2 separate regions of the Oryctolagus cuniculus genome follow, and region 1 is linked to region 2. Evidence: chromatin contacts called from public Micro-C data. All regions are on one chromosome and are shown on one strand. The core of a region is the stretch at or near the end of the contact, and the rest is flanking DNA. Distances in the headings are between cores, read along the strand shown. Region 1 holds the start of SH3RF1 (SH3 domain containing ring finger 1). Region 2 holds the start of CBR4 (carbonyl reductase 4).

Region 1 (3,055 bases), core at 345-2,844, 300 kb before region 2:
ACTTTCCAGCTAGCCTCCTCTTCACCTGCAGTTTCAGCTGCAGAACTGTATGGCCTAACCAATCACTTTCAGAATGCCTTGTTTACAGATGATTGGATTATGAATTCTCCATCCGATTCAGTCCCCTCGTCTTTCTCAGCTCAAATTCATGTACACTTACTCATTTCCAATGGAGGGAGAAGTGGGCTGTTATTTTTGGTGTTCACACTGTATGACTCTCAGCATATTAATCTACTTAGAACAAAGCTGAAGAAGGATGACATGGAAGATGGCTGTGAGAACTGAATTAATACATGGAAAATGTTTTGCAGAGTGCCTGGCTCCTAGTGAGGATAATTTTTGAGTTGTTACAATTTTTTCTTACTTAGAGGGCCCTCATTTGTCTTGAATGGTTTAGCTGTGGCCCTGGAGGAGACTAGAGGATAATCTGATTCCTCTTCAAACTGTCAGCCTGGTTGATGGCCTCTCAGGGATTTCTTGCACAATTTGTCTCTATACCTCCGTCTCCTGGTCCTCATCTAGTTTATGCTCACATTTGAGAAAGGATATTTGGCATACTTTTTGGTTGGTTAACAGAAAATGCAAATAAAATAACAACTTTGAGATCAACGACACCTTTAACTTGCTTTCTCTCTGAACTGAGTCTGAAAAACAAACCCTAACTCCTGTGGACAACACGTTTTTCCAAACTCTTCTTCGGAGTTTACAGGTGTGTGCCTGGAGCAACGAAAACAAAGGTTACAGCGACCATGCCGACGGAGGCCTCCCAGGCGCAGATGAAAGAGGTGTCCCTCAGCTAGCTCCACGGTGCCAGCTCGCCGGAGGTGCCACTTTGAATGCTCCCCTGTAGGGCAGGTATAGCAGAGCCTCCCAAGGCTGAGTTTTAAACCCGCACGAGTGTTCTCCCCTCTGGTTGTGACCGTTCAGGCCAGTGATCCTCCAGGCTGGCTCTGGCTCTCGTCCCGAGACTGGGGCCCGGCGGCTGGACAGCTGTCCTCGGGCTGCCCCCACCGACTCCACGAGCCTCGCCTCGCCTCGCCGGGAACTGAGGGGTAACATTTTGCCCTTGCTCCACCAAGCAAGTATCCGGGGGCCCGACGGGCAGACGCAAAGGGAAAATGGGACCGGTTCTTGCCGGGGTGGCTCCCACCCGCCCGCCGAACCCAGCCTTTCCTACGCCGCAGCCGCTCTCGCCCAGAGAACGGACTGTCCCGGGTCGCCCGGCGCCGCTGGGCAGGAGGATAACGCAGCCAGTCCAAGCCCCGTGGCTCCTTCATCTTCACTCAGCCGCCACTCCCGCCGCCTCCTTCCCTCCCTCGGCAGCTCCATTTTTTTCAGCTCCATTTTTCCCTCAGGGAAAAGGCGTCTGTCCCAAACCCTTCCTCCTCGCTGCCCCCTGGGGTCCTCGCTTCCCCGACTCCCGGCTCTCCCAGCGTCGCCTAAGGCCACTGCCCCCCACCCCGGCCCTGGAGCCAGCGGGGTCCGGCGCGCAGGTACCTCAGCGGCAGGAGGAAGGCGCGGCGGCCGGGCGCCTCCCAGAGGTGCGGCGCCCGCTCCGGGGGGAGGCGCTGTGGCGCGGGGCCGCCCCCTTGCGCCCGGGGCGCCGGCTGCGGCTCGGCCTCCTCCTCCACTACCTCCTCCTCCTCCTCCTCCCTGGCTGGGAAAGTGGGAGGCGGCAGCGGCGGCGGCGTGGTGTGTGCGCGCGTGAGGGGGGCAGCAGAGAGGAGTCTCCCGGTGCCACCGCGGCGTCAGAGACACTGCGAGCGGCGGGCGCGGCGGGGCCGCATCTGCATCGGCCGCCGCCGCCGCTGCGGGGCTGCGAACAAAGAGGAGGAGCCGAGGCGCGAGGTAGGGCGCGCGGCGGCCGCGGGGCTGGCGGGGACGCGGCGTCGGCGGACCCTCTCTGCGGGTCGCTGCGGAGGAGACGGTGGTCTGGGCGTTCTCGCTCCCCTGCACTGGTCAGGCTCTGTCCCCTCACCTTCGGGGTCTCCGTGGGCCAGGAGTCCGGACCTGCGGCCACGGAACCCGCGGCCTCGCTGCCGTCTCCCGGCAGGAAGCAGCCTGGGCTCGGTGCCGCGGTCTCCCGGGGCGCAGCCCAGCACCCCCTGCTTCCCGGATGGCTCCATCTCCCTGGGGACTCTCGCCTCATCTCTGCGGGGTTATAGATCTGTTTCTCCGTGGTACTTTGTAGGGCTGAGTTTCGCAACTTAAGGCCGCGCATTTATTTTTAACTCCTTGAAAACTTCCAGCAGTCGTGGGGGGTGGGGTGGGGTGGGATTTTTGTCCCTGGCTTGACCTGAAGGGAGGCGGAGGTGGGGCTGACTCTTGGAGAGCCCCGTTCCGCGACGGCCCGGGCCGCAGCCCCAGCCCAAGTCCGCCCCTGCCCGGGCGCTGGCGACACCTGGCTCCGGGGTGTGTCTGCGGCGGGCGGCCGCCGCGCCTCCCCGCGGGCTCGGGCAGTACCTGTGCGTGCGGCGTGGGAGGGAGGCGCAGCCCTGTAGCTCCCTCCCGGCCTCACTTTGTCAAGAACAGCTGTTAATGCTTCCATCCAAATCTTTTTACCCCCTTTCTCCTGGGTATTCACGTTTTACATTTATTTTGGTGGCTGGGGGAAAGAGCGGCACAGTAACAGGTTTAAATGCTTTTTCCTGAATGGCCCCATTTTCTTATTATGCTCACAGTTTTCAGTCCAGCATTCCATTGTCAAATTCTTTTGGTGGCAGTTTGGCCAGATTTTCTGAATGGGATTAGAACAGGCCGTTCAGAAATCCGTCCACCACTGCTCTGAAGGGTGCTTTTATGTGCATTTTAGCTGCTTTCCAGCAAGTCTCTAGTTGTGTCCTTAGAATTGTCAACCTTCAGCTCTTTCTGGTTGGGCAAGATTAAGTAGTTGTATTTTTAAGAGCGTCGAAGAAACATATGTATTTAATATTGGGGTCATTTACCACAAAGATCACATGAAGCATGGTTTCTAAGATGCCAAAGTGACTTAAAAATTGGGAACTTCCTCGGATTTAAAAGCGATTTCAGGCAGAGGAAACTTTTGATTGCTTCT
Region 2 (3,070 bases), core at 65-2,564:
CCACTCTGCCTATCAAAAATAAAAATTAAAAAAAAAAAAAGTCATAGTTATACAGATAGAGAAGGAGAGGCAGAGAGAGGTCTTCCATCCGCTGGTTCACTCCCCAGTTGGCTGCAGGCCAGAGCTGCGCCAATCTGAAGCCAGGAGCCAGGAGCTTTTTTTGGGTCTCCCAGGTGAGTGCAGGGGCCCAAGGATTTGGGCCATCTTCCACTGCTTTCCCAGGCCACAGCAGAGAGTTGGATAGAAAGTGGAGCAACTGGGACACAAACTGGCGAACATATAGGATGCCGGCACTGCAGGCGGCGGCTTTAACTACTACGCCACAGTGCGGGCCCTTCCTCTTTGCCTTTTAAAATCATTTAGGCTTGCATTTTGCAAGTGGTTTATATCTTCAAATCTAGGTGGAATAAAAAAATTGAAACATAATGCCCAATTTCTTATAGTCTGCCATTCCCTTTTTCCCCTAAACCTCACGTAACCCTCAAGCCCAACTTTTCCAAGCACTTTCATTCTTTATTGACCTATTGTTTCTTTGAGTTCTTGTGTTAATATAATTTTGCTCTTTATTAAATATGATTTTGAGGATGCTCCCTAGGGTTTCATGAGTATCAGTCCTGTTTTCTTAGTTACATATTTTTTAGTGGTAGGGACCCAGTTAGCGCAAAGTTTCTGTATAAGCAATGCTTCCTTTCTGGGTCATAATTCTAACACATGTCACCCATTTTTACAGCACTCAGCACATCTTATTTGGGATGACAGGGGCCCATTTCGTTTGTCTACACTCAGCAGCCTGAGCTTGCTAAATCGTCCTTGAAAGTCTATTCATTCAATTAACATTCTTGGAGCTTCTGCACTCGTCTTCACAACACCCTTTAAGGGGCATGCGGGAGACAAGAGGCCCGTCTCTGCAGCAACGTGGCGAAGGAACCGGCAGGAGAGGTGTTGTGTGGGTCTGACACTCGGGAACCGCTCCTTCAACAGGCAGAACCTCAAGTCTGCAGCCAAAGGTAAAATCAGGGTGAAAGGTAGCCCACGCCTCACAGTGCAGCACTTAAGTGCTAATTACGCAGATCAATTGGTCTCGGCTTGCCTGGGAAAGTTGAGTCCTGACTATCCTGCTAATTCCCAACCAACAAAGACGACCGGTCACAGGAACTCTAAGGCCAACGCCCGCCTTTAAGTCGCAGGGGAGAGACACAGGCTAGGACCGGGCCCACTCAGCAGTGCGCACGCGCTTCTGGGCTTCTCGCGTCAAGACTTCAAGTCCCAGCATGCAGCGAGGCACCGCCTTTCGGGATCGTCCTTTGTGGGTCGGGCTCTCAGGTCGCGTCCTCCAGGACAGCCCCGGGAGTCCGTGCGTGCTGACGTCGGCGCGCTGACGCCTGGGAGTCAGTGCGTGTCCACGTGAGCGTGCTTTGGCCGTGTTGTTAAGCGCTTGTCCGCAGCTTCCTGGGTCGTTGGAGACAGGCAGGCTGTAGGCGTGGAGAAGGGTCTTCTTGTAGCGACTTGACCTTTCTAAATTTTCTGGAGCCGCGGTTGTTTAAAAGCCCGAGGGAACTTGAGAGGGGCCAGGCTTGTAGCTCTCTTCTCTCCTCCGAGTTTGCGACTGCCGGGTCCAAGATGAACAAAGTCTGTGCGATTTTTGGGGGCTCGCGGGGCATTGGCAGGGCGGTGGCCCAGTTAATGGCCCCTAAGGGCTACCGACTGGCTCTCATCGCCAGAAATCTGGAAGCGGCTAAGGCCGCCGCCGCCGAGCTCGGCGGTAGGTACCCGACTGGAGTCCTGAAGCGAGCGAGTCTGGCGGTGGTCGCTCGCAGGTGTAGCGAGTCAGCCGCGTGCGGCAGGTGCTCCCCTGGCCCGAGGGCGGCTTGGGCGGCCCCTGCCTGCCTCGCGGTACCTCTCAGAATGCCCGCTGCCGGCCGCCCAGGACTGAGCACTTGGGTATTTCTTTGAGACGTTGCAGTCTTTGTAGAGTCCCGCTACTAAGCACTGCGGCTCGTGTTAACCGTGAGAAGCGGCTTTGTTTTGGCGTCTGGTAGGAGTCTGGTAGGACTGGCTCCCGGGCGCTGGGCGGGCGCCGTTCCAGCAGGAAAGGTGGGCGGGCCAGGTGTGGACTGCTCGCTTGCTTTCTGCTGAGGGCAGTTTGTGCTCTTGTGCGAACCTACAAAGCTGTGTTTCAAAGAGAAACCCCTTTTGAGTCCCAGCCGGTTTTGAGATAGGCCTGGCTGGCTTGCCTACATCCCTAAGCAAACTTTGATGAGTGATAACATTGTTTGGGTCAGTGGGACAATCGAAATTTGGCCGGATTCTTGTATTGCATCCAAACTTAAACCTTTTTCTGCTTATTAACAGTGAATCAGTCTGGTTCGGCGAATTGCGGTCTTGGTAGTGGGAGACGTTGGGTATTAGAAAGATACTAAGATGATGCTATTTCTTTAGGTACTGTAATGGACAGAAGCAAACGGCTTTTACTGGCAGGGAGACACTGGGGAGAATAGAGGTCGGGATGTATTTTGGTGGCTGTTTTATTTTTTAAAAGGTTTATTTGTTTATCTGAAAGGCAGAGTAACCTATCTGCGGGTTCACTCCCCAAGTGCCTGTAACAGGAACTGGGCCGGGTGAAAGCCCGGAGCCAGAGCTGCATCCGGGTCTCCCCAGGTTGGTGGGGGGGGGGGTCCAGGTCCTCGGCCCCTCACCTGCTGTATCTCAGGCAGATGCGCAGAGCGGTTGGGGCTCAAATTGGCACTCCCATGTGGGATGCCACTGACGCAAGGTGCGGCTGTGCCAGAGTCCCTGCTGCTGGCTCCTAGGTTTAAAATAACGTTGTTGATTTTATGGCCCATTTCAATGAATGCTTCTTGCAGCTCATGTTCATTGCAATTCTGACAAGAGAGAGAAAGTAGAGCTTTTTACTAGTCACCCCAGGACATCCATGTGCGGCGGACAAGGTTAATAATCTGGCTGAGCGTTCAAGGGTGGCTGTGAGCCCAATAAGTCTTTATGTGAAAGCCTAAAGTGATGCTTTGAATTATGTGTGCTGTGTTTGATTTTTACCTAGAGAATGTGATTT

What was found. A called contact is a pair of places that touch in the nucleus more often than the background predicts.
Region 1: a Micro-C map of ear pinna shows a contact between it and region 2, with 4 times the contacts expected there. The contact joins the promoter of SH3RF1 here to the promoter of CBR4 in region 2. A contact is called at or near these places in 3 of 6 Hi-C or Micro-C datasets (ear pinna, psoas muscle and an unstated tissue).

What each region holds. Positions count from the first base shown.
Region 1 is chr2:51,901,918-51,904,972 of mOryCun1.1, reverse strand. SH3RF1 (SH3 domain containing ring finger 1) reads left to right here and starts at 1,594. Exons shown (of 12, transcript XM_017338128.3): 1 at 1,594-1,848. LOC138848463 (a long non-coding RNA gene) reads right to left here and starts at 2,153. Exons shown (of 3, transcript XR_011386269.1): 1 at 1,979-2,153.
Region 2 is chr2:51,598,382-51,601,451 of mOryCun1.1, reverse strand. CBR4 (carbonyl reductase 4) reads left to right here and starts at 1,314. Exons shown (of 6, transcript XM_070068283.1): 1 at 1,314-1,762. The coding sequence starts at 1,621.